Linked DNA regions of Sus scrofa: region 1 is linked to region 2. A link is a contact called in public Hi-C data. All regions are on one chromosome and are shown on one strand. The core of a region is the stretch at or near the end of the contact, and the rest is flanking DNA. Distances in the headings are between cores, read along the strand shown. Region 1 holds the start of CTNNB1 (catenin beta 1). Region 2 has its middle 94 kb from the start of CTNNB1.

Evidence for each region. A called contact is a pair of places that touch in the nucleus more often than the background predicts.
Region 1: a Hi-C map of heart right ventricle shows a contact between it and region 2, with 2.6 times the contacts expected there. The contact joins the promoter of CTNNB1 here to the enhancer-like site in region 2. A contact is called at or near these places in 5 of 47 Hi-C or Micro-C datasets (embryonic fibroblasts, fetal heart ventricle, fibroblasts and 2 more) and 1 of 2 datasets of contacts at active chromatin or transcription factors (alveolar macrophages).

Annotation. Positions count from the first base shown.
Region 1 is chr13:25,162,333-25,166,497 of Sscrofa11.1, forward strand. It overlaps CTNNB1 (catenin beta 1), which reads left to right and starts at 1,963. Exons shown (of 16, transcript NM_214367.1): 1 at 1,963-2,110. It overlaps LOC106505576 (basic proline-rich protein-like), which reads right to left. Exons shown (of 4, transcript XM_021069211.1): 2 at 2,135-2,555.
Region 2 is chr13:25,068,332-25,072,457 of Sscrofa11.1, forward strand. No RefSeq gene overlaps it. Among named protein-coding and RNA genes, the nearest start is that of CTNNB1, 94 kb to the right of the region's middle. Within about 2 kb of position 1,365, at least 14 of the 83 cell types and tissues checked have an H3K27ac peak or open chromatin away from gene starts, as enhancers often do. A contact at or near this core is called in embryonic fibroblasts, where this site is marked.

The DNA of each region.
Region 1 (4,165 bases), core at 713-3,212, 95 kb after region 2:
AATAGAGAAATGTAAATATAGAAGAGTTTTTATCCTTTAGATGTTCTAATAGTACAAATATTTCTTAACCAGTTTTAACGGTGTGTCTTATTCAGCAAAACAAAAACAAAACTGAACATAGAAAAAGGAAACATCTATAAAAATTAATATTTATTAGTCATCTGATTTTAAATATATGACTTTAATCAAATCAAATATATATTCTTTAACTCTATATGAACATTAATATTGGGGATCAGTACCGGAAAAATGCCGTTTACACTTTTGAGTTCATATTCAAAACACTGCTTTGATGAAGTATCTTTTTCTGTTCAGTCTGTTCAAATTATGACCATTCGGTTTAACCATCCGCTACAGTTAATTCTACAGAATTACTAGCAAAGACACAAATGAGAAAGTCATTCTAGACAATGGATCTCACGGAACATCATCTTAGTGTGCAGACTTTTTCCACTGCAGGGGCCCATGCTATGGTGATAGATAACAGTTTAACATTACCTCGGTGTGTAGTAAAATATCTTTAAGATGGGGGAAAATTGAATTACTTCAGGAACATGTTGGCCCTGTTTAGCATTAGCTATGCCTAAAAACTATATAGCCTACTCCATGAGTGAATGAGTAAATAGGTTTCCTGTCTGTACCTATGCATAAAGACCTATTGTTTGCATGCATTAATTACAGGGATAAAAGCCTGAAGATAACTTTCACTGTTGCTTTTTGTATGCTCTTCATTGTTTTGAAGGAAAAATAAGCATACAATAGACTAGACAAAGTGAATGGATCATAATTTTTTCATCTTTGACAAATGCCAATCTTGCTGGATTACAATGGAGACATTTCGAAGGGAAACGAAGACCCAGCTTCAGCCTATTAGGACGAATTAGAAAATGTTTTTAAGAATAGAAAATTCGTTTTTAAAAATTAGAAGCTGCCTGATAGCTCCTTCCATAAACAACAACTTGGATTTCTCAACTAAGTAATATCTATACATGAACTTCCTCCGAGGAAAAATCCTCCCCCAACAAATTTATTGATACTTAGTAAAGTGGAACCAGATAAAATTGAAATCTGTAAGAATTAACCTAGTTGACAGGGCTCTAGAGCTAGTCCATTTCTATCAGTCATTTGTTCACAGTAGGGACTAAGGACTTGTTGAATTGCGGGCTAGGCGCCCGTTCTAACACGAGTTCAGTCTTTGGGATTGGGTTAACAGGAGGCTCGGCCCGGTACTTCACTTCCAGATTCAAGCCGGTAGGGATGCGGAATCTACGATTCAGACCGTGGAGGTAATGTGCGGCTCGGCTAGGAGCCAAGTCCTGCAGAGAGCTTGGGGCCCAGACCGCAAAGACGGCGAAAGCACGATCGCGCCGGGGTCCCTCGACTTGCATAGGGGCAGCAGCAGCGCCCGGCAGCGCCGGGAGCGGGCGGGCCCCGACCTCAGCACTGCGGTTGGCCCGGTCCCGAACTTCCGCCCTCCTGGGACCTGTGCCGCTCGGCCTCGTAGGGCCGGGGTCCGGGTGCCGCCTCCCACGGGCAGCAAGCGGCCAGTCCAGCGTCCGCTCTCTTGGCACTGGACGAGTGAGAGCCGGGGGGCTTCGGGATCCCGATAGTGGAGAATTTCGGGGTCGCCCTCCCCCAGCCCATCCCGGCCCGCGGGTGCCCTGGCCGCCCCATCTCGGCCGACAGCGCCTTGGCGGATCTGTCCTGCGGTCCCGCGCGGCCCGGCAGCCGCCGGCCTCTAACCCCCGGGAGCGCCCGAAGAGCTCGCAAGCGCCCCGCCCCAGCCCGAGGCGGGCGGCTCGGCGGAGCGGGGACTACTTTCCGCCGCCCGCCCGCGCCCCGCCCCTTGTCCTCGCGCGGCGGAACGCTCCGCGCTGCGCCGCTGGCGGCAGGATACAGCGGATTCTGCGCGACTTATAAGAGCTCCTTGTGCGGCGCCATTTTAAGCCTCTCGGTCTGTGGCAGCCGCGTTAACCCGGCTCCGGGAGCTGAGAGCGAGGGGAGGCGGAGACGGAGGAAGGTCCGAGGAGCAGCTCCGGTCTCCGCCGAGCCGCCACCGCAGGCCGAGGACGGTCGGACTCCCGCGGCGGGAGGAGCCTGTTCCCCTGAGGTGCTTGGGTGCTCCTTTCCTTACCCTTCCGGGGCTGCTCCCGCTCCTCTTCGGAGCCAAACTTCGTCGCGGGCGCGCGGTCCCGGCGGCGGCTGGAAGCCGGGCCCGGTGCAGCCCGGAGGGCCGGGGTGGGGAGCTGGGGGCTGACTGGGGGCGCCGGGGAGGCGGCGGGGGCGGGCCCGGCCCGAGGGGCGGAGGGCGGCGGCCGGGCCCGGGTTCCGGTCGCGCGGCTCTTTGGGGGCCCCGGGTTTGCCGCTTGCGGGGAGGGGGCGCCGCGAGGGCGCGTTCGGGAGCTCCGTTGTCTGGCGGGGGATAGTAGGGGGGTCTGTGGTTTCCGTCCCGGGCTCCGGCCGCGGCCGAGTTTGGGGGAGGGACCCTGCGCCTCTGGATGCGCCGGGGCCGGGGTGGGGGGCGGGGTGGGGACGGGGGACTCCGCCTTCCGGGCCTTCAAGGGGAGTTGGGGTACAGGCGCTGGGCCTGGGACCCGAGGTCCCATCTGCCATGAGGAGAGGACCAGTAGACTTTCTCTTCAGAGTCCCTCTTTCGTGCTTAAGGACGAATTAAGAGAATCGTTAGTATTATTTTAATGCTCTGCTGGTGTGTTTGGTTTTGGCTCCTGTTTAAATCGGAGCAACTTTAAACCGTAGAGGATCCAAACTATTATTGCAGACGGAGCGATGCTCCAGGAGGAGTTGCACAAATAAAATCCATATCTAGCACCTTTATTTTCTTGTACGGTGCAGGTGAGTGAAAGCAGTGTGCAAGGAAGGTCCTGGGAAAAATAAGGGCGAGGGCGACTGGCTTACTGTCTCTTACCAAGTGACCCGCCGGACTCAGCCTCTGACTGCTTCGAGAATTTTGTTCGTGGAAATTCTTTATTTAGATAATTTCATGCCAGCTAAACTTGATTTTGAGAGCACTTTCCAGCGAGATGAATTTTTCCCTCGCTACGAAATTGCCCGAAGGAAATTCAAGCGTTGCAACTTCGTTCCGTGTTTTGTCTGGGGCGAGGACTTGGAATGCAGTTTCGAAGTTCAGTTCTCAAAGCCCGCTACTGGATCCGCTAAACTTGAAAGCTTTGGCAGTTGGGTGTAGTTGATTCCTTCGTTTTCAGTTCCCTGTTGGAGGGAGCATTGTCTCCTACTTTGTATCTTCCAGACATCTGTGGTCTCCCCTCCCCCCCGAGTTTGTGAGTGGTGAATGAGGAGACTGGCCTGCTGGTATGCAGAGGTCCGCAAAAGGAAATCGAGGAGTGGTTTTAGTGAAACGAGAGCTTTGTGTCGTGAATAGTGGTGGCTTAGACTAGACAGCAACTTGAAGCGACGGCTAGCCTTTGATAAAGTCTGGACTGATGTTTTTCAGATCGCTGAGTTATAAAGTATTTTGTCTGGAACTTAGGAAGCCATTTCGTTATTGTCCCTTGGTGTGCATTCAGTACCTTCAGCTATCTTCACCTTAACTTGTCTTCAGAAATGTTGGACATAGCTTGAAATATTATTTACCATAATGCTACTGTTTAGTATCTGCTTAAATCAGTGACAAAAACATACTTTGGAGGGTTTTTTGTGGGTTTTTTTTTTTTTTTTTTTTTTTTTGTCTGAACTAAGGCGATGGCTGCATTTATTTTACTTTTACATTTAAACCCACAAAATCTCTGGGTTAAAAAAAAAAGTGCCATTAACGTTTGAGAATATCCTTGCACAAAATTTGATTAATTTGCACCCAATATTCATTACTTTGACCTAGTCTTTGTTCTAAAGGCCATGTACAAGGCCCTAAAGTGATTGCAACAGTAACTCGAAAAACTTGCAGAAGACTCTTCTATAGGATTAAAGGAATGCTGAGACTATTCAAGTCTAAGGTCCTTGAGGGGGAAATAAAAAAACTAAACTAGAAAGTTTAGTATAGCATGTAGCTTAGAGCCCTTGTGGAGTTCTAGGCTTAGATTTTTCCATAGGCTAGAATAATCATTTAAGATAGCTTTCAGGAAAAACCAATTTTTAAAAATAAAGTGGCAAAAAAAAGGACAAAAAAGAAACATTTAGCAGTGTTCAA
Region 2 (4,126 bases), core at 115-2,614:
GCTGGATTTGTTAGAATCATTAAGAGACCTGAGCCCCATCTGTAAAATCTGTATAATGATTACCAAGGATTAAATTGGATAGTAGCCTCAAAGTTGTTGGCAAGCCTGAGTAGCTACATATCAGATGATGGCGGGCGGGGGGGGGGGGTGGCTTTGCTAGAAACAGTGATGGATTCACACTAACCAACCACATCCTTGCCTTGTCACCATTTCAATCAAGTGGCTCTTCTTAAAGGATCTGAGGTCGTGGGATAGAGCCTTGCTTCTCAAGGTGTGGTGAAGGGAGCAGCAGCCTGAACGTCACCTGGGCACTTTCTAGGAATGTGGACTCTGGAGCCCCACCCCAGACCTCTGACTCAGAATACCCAGGTCTGACAAGCTCTAGGGGATCCCTGTACACTCTTCAGTCTGAGGATTGCTGGGGGAGGCCCTCCCTTTTCCTGTCCTCCCCCAGTATGTTCACTCACCTCCATTGGAATGCTTAGCACATTCGCTGCAAGTTTTACACTTCACTTGTTTGCATCTAAGAAAAGAGTGGGAGCCCAAAGCCAACAGGGAGTCTGGAGATGCTGATCACAGATCACTTGGGGCTTGAACGCTGCTATATCACTGACTAGTGAGGGGAGGCGAGTCACTTCACCACTCTTTTTTTTTTTAATTTATTTTATTAGAGCACAATTGATTTACAATGTTGGTTTACATTCTGCTGTAGAGTGAAGGGATTCAGTTATACATATATTTACATTCTTTTTTGTATTTTTTCCATAGTGATTGATGACAGGGTATTGAATATAGTTCCCTGTGCTGTATGGTAGGACCTTGTTGTTTATCCATTCTCTATCTAATTGTTTACGTCTGCCAATTGCCAACTCCCAGTCCATCCCTCCTCCACCCCTCACCCCCTTGGCAACCAGGTCTGTTCTCTCTGTTTGAGCTTAACCACTCTTGAATCATTATTTCTCCACAATGAAGAGGATCATTTCTACCTCAGAATGTTGTTGTGAGACAAAGTAGTTAAAACATCTAACTCCGTGCCAAGCATATAGGCATGCCAAAAAAAAAAAAAAAAAAATCCCCAAGGCCTAGCTTAGTGCTTGGCATGCAGTAATATTTAGGAAATTTAATGGAAATGAATTAAGCTTAAGCAAGTTTACTTTTGGTTTCCAATGAAACAGAATGTCTGCATGAGGGGCGGGAGTTGCAAAAACTTTGATCTCCCTGTTTGTTTCTCTGACCCTTGATGCTCTTCACGTTGTATCTTCAGCTGTCGTCACGTAGAAGTATTTTTCCATGCCTTGCAAGGGTCAGGAGGATGGATGGAGACACTCGGGGACAAAGCAGGGCCAGGGGCCAGGTGACCTTGGCTTTTGGAGCTCACAGGCTGACCTCCAGACTTCAAAGCAAGTGCAGTGCACTGGGGAGGTGTGCCAGATTCAGCCCTGGCTTCTGTTTTGTTTGGCCTATACAGGGTTTACCTTTTTTTTAATTCCTCGAAGACTTAAAAATCTTAAGAATTTAGGGGAAAAATATGCCTTTCTGGCTTTCCTTAAAAAGACCGACATCCCTCAGCCCCCACTGCCTGCCAATACTTGGCTGGAACTGAAGTTGGCTGCTCTCTGGCAGGGCCTATCCTCTCCACATTGCCACAGTCCGTACCACTCGCTCTTGTCACACTTAACCTACATGTGTCCCCTGTTGCTTCAACCATCTTTCTGGCCTTTCCTTAACTGATACTTGGGGAAAAAAACAAACAAACAAACAAACAAAAAAAACAGAAGACCCTTGGGAACTGGAGAAAGACTTTGACTCTCTATAATCCATGGAATGAGGCTTTGAATAAACTGTGTCCTCCTCTTAAAGGTCAGAGAGGCTCACAAGATCCAATAGTTCATGTCTCTCACTATTTGAGCACTTGAGATGTGCCAAGATTTTTGCATAATTTTATCCTTACAGTGGTTCTGTGAGGTGCTTCCCATGTTATGGATGAAAAAAAGTGATGCTTAGGGAAGTATATATGTGGCCCCAAAGCACGCAGAGGGCAGAGCCAGGACCTAAACGTGGGTCTAGCAGACCCCATGGTTCCTAAGCCCTTGGCTATAGGCTTAACTTCATATATGTGCACAGAGAGGATTGCAAGATATTAAACAAAATGAGTCAGCTCTAGGGGAGGTAAGAGAATTCTTGGCCAAACCACAATGTGACCTTGAACCATAGCTGTCCACACCCTTTCACCAGATCCCAGAACTGCCCATGGCTGCCTCAACAACATCTACCCCCAAGGTGGTGTGACAGAGGGAGCAGAAAGAGGCAGTGGTTTCATGGATTGTGGTTAAAATACCTGGCCTTTGCAAATTTTACAAAAACATGGGAACACTTTGTCAGGACCTCCTGGAGTGTTGGAAGGCCCATGTAAGTGGTAAGAACTAAAGATTATGTTTATTTAGTTTCACAGGGATCAGCCCTGCTCCCAGCTGCAGGTGACAGAAAAGTCAGCTCAAAGTGGCTACCAAAACAAGAAACCCCACTGACATTCGGACTGGAAATCAGAAGTGGGAGGCTTGGATCCAGCAGTCCATCAGGGACCCAGGCTCTTCATGCCTCTCCTCTCTGCCCTGTGTTCTTCATCCTAGACCTGGATCCCCTATGTTCTTGCGAAGGCCATCAGGAGCCACCTGGTCATCTGCCTCCTCTAAGAACAGATTCACTTTGCTGTACACCTGAAACTAATACAACACTGCAAGCCAACTATGCTCCAAAAAAAAGAAAAAAAGGCTTTGACAGAACCTTCAGCCACCTTCTTCTTAAGTCTGACTGATCCAAAATGGGCCCACTAGTCCTAAACTGATCACAGGCCAGACCAGTGGGATTACTTCCAGCCCAATCAGGTCTGCTCTTGGAGTCAAGGTCAAGGCCTCAAACCTCATTGCTGCTTCTCCATGAGGGAGAGGCCTATCTTCAAGTGAAGATAGATGTTGGAGTAAAGACTAGGCAATGTCCACTTCTCTTTTAGGATAACAACACAAGATGATGAGGCAATTGCCAAGCTTATTGGAAGAAAACATGCAGATAGTTAGACCTAAGAATTCCTTGGTGACTCAGTGGGTTAAGAATCCAGCATTGTCACTGCTGTGTCTTGGGTCACTGCTGTGGTACAGGTTTGATTCCTGGCCCCAGAACTTCTACATGCTGTGAGTGTGGCCAAAAAAAAAAAATATAGTTACACCTAGATTAACTTTAGGTTAATAGTCAATCAGAAAACATTATTGAACACTTACCATATGCTTAAATGAATACCATACCACCAATTTTTTTTTTTTTTTGTCTTTTTGCCTTTTCTAGGGCCGCTTCCCGCAGCATATGGAGGTTCCCAGGCTAGGGGTCGAATCGGGGCCGTAGCCACCGGCCTACACCAGAGCCACAGCAACGCGGGATCCGAGCCACGTCTGCGACCTACACCACAGCTCATGGCAACGCCGGATCCTTAACCCACTGAGCAAGGCCAGGGATCAAACCCGCAACCTCATGGTTCCTAGTTGGATTCGTTAACCACTGAGCTATGACAGGAACTCCCCAATTTCTTTTTTAAATTGTGGTTAAATATACATAACGCAAAACCTTCCATTGTCACCATTGTTAAGTGTATATTTCTGTGGCATTAAGTACAACCATAGTGTTGCCACTATCCAACTTCAGAACCTTTTCATCTTCCCCCACCGAAGCTCTATAACTATTAAAAACTAATTCTACTTACATGAGTTACCTTGAGTAGTCAAATTCATCAGTTCCTTTTAAGGAGGTGCCACTGTTGACATTTCACTTCTTCTTTTTTTTTAATTGTCTTTTTGTCTTTTTAGGGCCACACCGCAGCATATGGAGGTTCCTAGGCTAGGGGTCCAATCAGAGCTGTAGCCACCAGCCATCAACGCACGATCCAAGCTGTGTCTACGGCCTACACCACAGCTCACAGCAACATTGGATCCTTAACCCACTGAGCGAGGCCAGGGATCGAACCCCGGTCCTCATGTATGCTAGTTGGGTTCATTAACTGCTGAGCCACAACCGGAACTCCACATTTCACTTTTTTTTTTTTTTTTTTTTTTTTGTCTTTTTGCCTTTTTTAGGGCTG